Linked DNA regions of Mus musculus: region 1 is linked to region 2. The links are chromatin contacts, called in public Hi-C maps. All regions are on one chromosome and are shown on one strand. Each heading gives the region's core, a stretch centred on a gene start, on an enhancer-like site or on the middle of the called end of the contact. The rest is flanking DNA. Distances are from core to core; before and after follow the strand shown.

What was found. A called contact is a pair of places that touch in the nucleus more often than the background predicts.
Region 1: a Hi-C map of cortical neurons shows a contact between it and region 2, with 2.3 times the contacts expected there. The contact joins two enhancer-like sites. A contact is called at or near these places in 1 of 15 datasets of contacts at CTCF or cohesin (the NIH/3T3 cell line) and 6 of 484 Hi-C or Micro-C datasets (adipose-derived mesenchymal stem cells, bone marrow-derived macrophages, cerebral cortex and 3 more).

What each region holds. Positions count from the first base shown.
Region 1 is chr10:14,389,779-14,393,277 of GRCm38.p6, reverse strand. No RefSeq gene overlaps it. Among named protein-coding and RNA genes, the nearest start is that of Gm40603, 69 kb to the right of the region's middle. Within about 2 kb of position 2,102, at least 17 of the 459 cell types and tissues checked have an H3K27ac peak or open chromatin away from gene starts, as enhancers often do. A contact at or near this core is called in cortical neurons, where this site is marked.
Region 2 is chr10:13,672,512-13,675,929 of GRCm38.p6, reverse strand. All of the region lies in intron 4 of Aig1 (androgen-induced 1), which reads left to right. Among named protein-coding and RNA genes, the nearest start is that of Pex3, 120 kb to the right of the region's middle. Within about 2 kb of position 1,254, at least 7 of the 459 cell types and tissues checked have an H3K27ac peak or open chromatin away from gene starts, as enhancers often do. A contact at or near this core is called in cortical neurons, where this site is marked.

The DNA of each region.
Region 1 (3,499 bases), core at 853-3,352, 720 kb before region 2:
TAACAAGGCCACACCCACTCTAACAAGGCCACACCCACTCTAAATACTGCCACTCCCTATGAGCCTACGGGGACTACTTTTATTCAAAGCTCCCTTGCTCTGCTCTCAGCTTTTCAAAGATGGGAGCAGACAATGTCCAGGTAGATGCTCTGCCTAACCTTGCATGCTTCTACCGGAGGCTGAGGGCAGTGAAGGTGTGTCTGTTACCGTGCTAAGTACACTCCAGCAGCTAAAGGAAGCTCCTTCCACCACCACCCACCATAGTTTTCAAATACATAATAATGCTTTGGGTCTATGGCTGTACATGAACTATGCTCAGCTCTCCAAGACTTAGTCCCATCACTCTTTACTTAATAGTAGTGTTTATAGAGGTAATTATCCCTAAACAAAACAATAAATACACTAGAGATTTCAGTGTAAGCCCTCGGAGTCCCTATACAAATACAAGGAAGCTTCAGGTCTTTGCCAACCACGGTTGGTACAGTCTTGACCCACAGGAGGCAGAAACAGGAATTGCACAAGGTCAAAGGCTGCCTGAACTGTACAGTGAGAGCCAGCATCACAGAAAACCAAACGACGTAAAACCCTCCAGGGAGGGATTTCAACTGTGTGTCGCCCACTTGAGGTGACTTTTTAAACAAATGACAGACATTTGCAGATGAAGAGGAGAACTTAAACAGGGAAACTTTTCATGAGACTTGTCGTTATTCCCTTTTGCTATAGAAAGTTCAAGACAAGAGGCTCGGCAATATGTCACCCAGGCTTCCACGGCATGTTCCAGATGCAAGGTTGCCTTATTGGGCTCAGCTTTGCACATAGGACTTCTCCTAAGATTTTCACTTTGTCCTTTTTGTAGTCTACAGTTTCTGACACTAGCATGACCTTTCTCTCTTCCTTTCTTAACACCTGCTTAAGTCACACTGGCTGTCACTGTGTCCCCCTCCCTGCCTATATGTCTGCCTCATTTCCTGGCATTCCCTCACACCCCGTGTGACCTTTGCTTTCATCACATTGTCATGTCCTTAGTGTCTAAAATTATTGAAAAAACCTCATTTACCCATGTACACTCTCTACTCTACCATTCTATAAATAGCATATGATTTGATAGTCTTGTCTTAGGATAATAAAAACAGTAATAATATGTCCAGCACAAAACAACTTCTGTAACTTGGAATACAGCCCTTGGTAAGGATGATCAAAACCCTATCTTCCATTTGAGTGCTGCAAAAAAACCAAAAGCCCTGCACTTCACGCCAAGTGCTTATGCTAGTGTTATAGTTAAGTAGTTCTCAACCTATAGGCAGTGAACCCCTTTGAAGGTCGAATGACCATTTCATAAGGGTCGCTTAAGACCATTAGAAAACAGATATTTGCATTATGATTCACAAGAGTCATAAAATTACAATTATGAAGTAGCAACACAAATAGTTCTATGGTTGGGAGGGTCACCACAACATGAGGACGTGTGTTAAAGTGTCACAGCCTTAGGAAGGTTGAGAACCACTGGTCTAGGATAGCCTTCATCTCCAACGGTTTGGTTTAACCACAGTGGCAAAGTCCCTTCTTCAGTGGTACTTTGCCCCAGAAACGACAGCGGATAAAATCCGGAGAAGCCTCGCTTGTCAGCAACCTGTCTTCCAATCCTTAATCAATGGGAAACGTCTGGTAGAGAAGATATTGCTTTAAAAGGACAGCAGTCTAGATAGCTAGAGACACCTGGGTTTGTTTCTTCAAAGGTTTGGGGAGCTCACTGTGAAACACGGACTGCATCCTTCCATTCCTGCCATGGCTATATGAGTCCACTGGGTGACGCCCTGCTCCCTCCTTCAGCTCCTTCAGCCTGAAGGCAAACCATCTAAAGACCAGGCACTCTCTGGATGGTTGGGCTGTCTCTGGTGAGGGCACGGACCTTGTCATTTCTCACGGAATAGTAAGAGGATTTCTTTTATAAGACAATGAAATGATACTATCCCTCACTTTGATTCTCTAAGTACTGTTAAAGTAATACTATAACAAACAGGATTCATCACCTCAAGGATATCAATTTCAGGCAGGCGACTGTAAATATTTACATCACCAGCAGATGGCACTGTCCTATTAACAATAGACTAACAGCCCTAGACCACAGCGTTCTGCATCAATCCTGCAAGGTTGGTGATGCTAGATACTGCACTGCTCAGCTCTTGCGTGGGGTCAGCCTTGAAATCTTTGATCAAACAGCCGAAATGTTTGCTCCGTGCTTTTGGTGAACGCGCATGGTAAATGAAGAAAAGAGAAATGTCCAACCTTCTCTTTAAATTTCATTTTGCCCTTCCCTACTTGCTTAAAATCACATTTCTGAGAGAAAATGTTGTACTGAAAGGAAGAGAAACAAAATACGGCTAAAACTCCTTTCTTTTTCCTTTTCTTTTTTTAAATTGAAATAGATTCTTATCTCATACAATAGATCCCAACAAAACAGTTTCCCCTCCCTTCACCCATCAAGGACCTACTCCCTTTCTTGATCCCTTCAGAAAAGACCAGGCCTCTAAGAGACAATGACCAAATATAACAAAACAAACTACCTCAGACAAGGCAAAAGGCCTCACAGTGAGGCTGAACAAAGCAACCCAATAGGAAGGTCCCAAAAGTAAGCAAAAACGTCAAGAGATACACCTGCTCCCACAGTTAGGGGTCTCATAAAAACAAGCTAACAGCTCCATCGCATACACAGAGGATCTGGTGCAGAGCCACACAGGCCCCAAGCTTGCCACTTCAGTCTCTCTGAGCCCTGCTTAGCTGATTCTGTGGACCACATTCTCCTGGTGTCCTGAATTCAGACCCTCTGACTCTTACAATCTTGCCTCTACTTCTTCCACTGGCTTCCCTGAGCTCTGAGGGGTGGGACATGATGGAGACCCCCAATTTAGATTCTCTCTCCACATACTGTGTCTGCATCCACTCCCACCCGCTGCCAGTGGATGCCTCTCTCATGATGCCTAGAAACGGCATAGACCTATGAGCACAGCAGAATCTTAAAAGGAAACATTTCTTGAGTTTTGTTTCTTTTCGTTTTATTGTTTATTTTTATTTCGTTTGGTTTTGGTTTTGGTTTTGGCAAGTCAAGTTGGGTTCTACCCTAGGTCTCTGGACTATCCAGTCTCCAATTCCTGACCAGTGTCCTTCACGGGGACCCTCTAGTGGAGTGGGCCTCAAACTAAATCAGACGTTAGATGGCCACTCCCAGGAGTTCTGGGCCACCCTTGCTCCAGCACATTTTGCAGGCAGGACAGATTATAGGTCAAAGGTTTTCCGGTTGGGTTGGTGTCCATATTTCTCTTTCAGTAACCTGAAGAGTACCCTCCCACAACAAAGAGACTAGAAAGTCAGGGAGAAGGTTCCATGGAGGAACCAGCTCGACCGCTCCGTGTTCACTGAGCTGTGTGAATGTTCAGTGCTGCTGTTGTGCTCAGCACTGGGGCCCTGCTGTCAGTTTGCAGAGAGCAGCCCTCTGTTTGTG
Region 2 (3,418 bases), core at 5-2,504:
GCCATCACAACATACAAGGAGCTGACCAAGTAGTCTAGGCTGGGCAGCCAGCAAGCTCCAGGAATCTTCCTGTCTCTACCTCCCAGCTGGTGTTACCAGGGCAGACTTTATTGTTTTAAATGTGAGTTCTGGTGGAAATAGAGTTCTTATGCTTGAGTAGTTAGTATACATAATGCTCAACTCTCACCACTGCCAAAAATACCATATTTTGCTGATGCATTCTTCAATTGATGACCAACTTTCTTATGAAAAATTTTTTGAATAATGATGGAGCTTTGAAAATATCAAACACACGAGTTGAGAGAGAGAGAGAGAGAGAGAGCACACTGGTGGAGAAGCAGTGATGTCATAACACAGAAAGCGCTGGCTGAACTTAGAGGCTCCCTCTGCCTTGTCTTCAGAGCTATACATATCAGCTCTGTTCAACTACTTGAAATTTCATGAACTCACCTTTGAGACATGTTATGTCCATCCCTCTGCCTGAACTATTTCCTTCTAGGCCTTACCACCACTCTAAGTCTATTTTGGAATCTCACATAGTAGATTTCGTACTCCAAGAACATTTCTCTGACATATGACTCACCTGTGGTTCCCAATTTCAGGTACTCTCACAACATGTGCAGTAACACGGCTTTGATCTACCTACACACCACACTACACCACCACTAGGCTGTGATCTCATGGGCAAAAGCTATGGCATTCCCCACATGTGCCATGTGGCTTGGGGCAATGCCCAGTGTCTGGAAGGAGCTTGCTAAGTTGAAGTAATATTTGAACAAAGGGATAGTGTACACTGTCAAAAACATCAGTCCGGATAGGCATCACAGTACACACCTTTAATCCAAGCACTTAGAGGCTGAAGCAGGAAGATTATCACATCAACGCCAGAGAATGAGCTTGTCTCAAGAAAAAAAAAAAAAAAAAAAAAAGGAGCAACAATAACAATACTCCTTTGAAACCTTGAATGCTGAGAAAGAAAAAGGGCTGAGCAGATGGTGGCTGCCTTTTCTACGTGCTGGCGGTTGCATTTCCTCAGAGAAGAATGTGTCTTAAAAAAAAAAATAAGTGAGAACTAGCGTAAGTGATGTTTGTCAAAACATATTTGTCTTTCTAGAAAATGTCGCGAATGAGTCTTTAGAAATGATTAAATTATCAGCTCTCTCATTTTCTTTCTTTGTCCACACTGTGTACTCCACACTCAGTGATAATTTCTAAACACAACTGAAATAGGCTGTTTGCAGAGCCACACTGATGGAGAGATGCACAGTAGGAGCCAGGATTTCCCATCTAACCGATCACTAGAAATAGCCTCAAGAGGACTGTGGAGATGGGTCCCTGGGTAGAGTCCTTGCCCTGCAAGCAGAAGTCTGAATCCCCAGAAGCCACAGGAGGACAGATGTAGACATGCACGCTTCTGTAATTTCAGCAGCCTTGTGGGGAGCTGGGAGGTGGAGACAGAAGCATTGCCAACAGCTCACAGGCCAGCTAGATTGGTGTACTCTGCAGCAAACAAGACACCCTGTCTCAAAAGGTAGGATATGAGGACAGATATCCAGTGTATTCACTCACATTGTAACTCACACACACACACATGGGAAATAATAGAAGAAATAGTCTCCTAACAGACATTAGAAAGAATAAAAATGGTGTCTACTATTTACTAGTAATTGGTCTGCCCCCATCACCTTCAAAGACCGGTTAACTCAGTTAAGATTTTTTACTGTGCACACTTATAGAAAATCAAAGTTTTTAAGTACATATTGAACCCATAGAGTTGTTACCTAGACTTGAGTAAATGAAATAGCCACACACAGAAAATAAAATTAGGTTTATAACACTGTGCACTAAGTCTTTGAATGGAAGTTCCCTTCAGGGTGTCACTGTATAGAAGTAGCTGATGCACAGATAACTAAGTGAACTTGATCTGTTGAATGAAAGCAGGCAATAGTCTCTTTCTCAGTTCACTTTCAATAGCTTATTTCTCAATGTGTGATTCCTTAAAGCAATGGTGTAGTTTGTTTTCATGAGACAAATATTGGGATGTGGCCTTGAATTGGCTCTCACTTTGAACTCAAAGCATATCTTAAGGCTGATCCAATGATGAGCAAACACAGAAATATTGTTCCTTCAGATCACCACGTTTAAGGTGTTCATTAACCTTAATCATCAGGGCTCTTGGGAAGAAGCTGCAGGGCCAACTTTGACTGGTCCTGTGTTGTATGAAGCTTGCTAGCATCTAGGAAGCATCGAGCTCACACAAAGGCCAATCAGGGAGGTTTCCATGGTAGCAGCCTTCTTTCTTTCTTTCTTTCTTTCTTTCTTTCTTTCTTTTTCTTGTCGGCACATTTCTAGCATAGATCAGATCTGAATACTCACTGTGCTACTGCTTAATGAAAAAGAAATGGAATATTGATAATGCCAGCAGTCAGGCCTGCTTTCCAGGTGCCACACCAAGGAGAAGCAGGATTATCTGCTCAGCTTTCCTTTTCAACCAGTGATCCGATAAGGAGGCCTGGTGTCCCTTTGATCTTGTATGTTAATGACCTCCAGTCATCTCCTATTATTGCTATAGAGACAAATGGATCTGCATGAGAAGTACAGCTTTGTCATCAAGGCTGCCTCTTATAGTAGACAAGCTTGTAAGTCTCTGCCAGGGAGAAGTCAATGTAGCAACATGGAAAACCAAAAAGACAACATTAAAGAATGAAGGTGCTCAGTCCCTGCTAAGTCCGCGTATGTATTCATTCTGCCCAGATTCTCAACACCTGGGTTTTCTCATGGTCCTTATTACCTAACATCAATGCATTGTGGAATCACCTCTCTCTCGTTGTAAATTAATGATTTCATCTCTTAGCCACAACTATGGGATGGACTATGTAGACTTCTTATTCTACAAGAAGTCAGTAGGGAAGTTAAGGGCTACTCAGTCATCCAACCAAAGAGGACTTACCAGGGCTAAACATCGTCCTGCCGCTCACACCTTCCTCCTACTTAGACGAGGGTGCAGAAAGAACATTCTTGATCCAATTTCATTTAATTTTCCTTTCTCTCTCTCATGGGCTGGGAGATCTGAAAATACTTATGAGCCAGTATGCCTCCAGTACTTCTGTATCAGTCACTTTAATCATGAAACCTGAACAAATCATGTCATGGTTTTACTTACAGTTTTAATCTTCAGTATAAATGGTGTATGTGTGTGCTATATTCATGAAGATATATAAAAGCTGTCATGTAGAAACTATATTTTAAAAAATATTTTAAAGGAGAAAACTAGGTAGAATGTAGTACAGAAATTAATAGTTATTTCAGCATAAATGTGGTTACTGAAGACCCAGGGTTGAGGTATTAAAGTAAATCAGAGACTAAAGGTTCTAGCTGGAAGTTGTCTAGAAATTCCCATATAACTTTAGGGTAGATG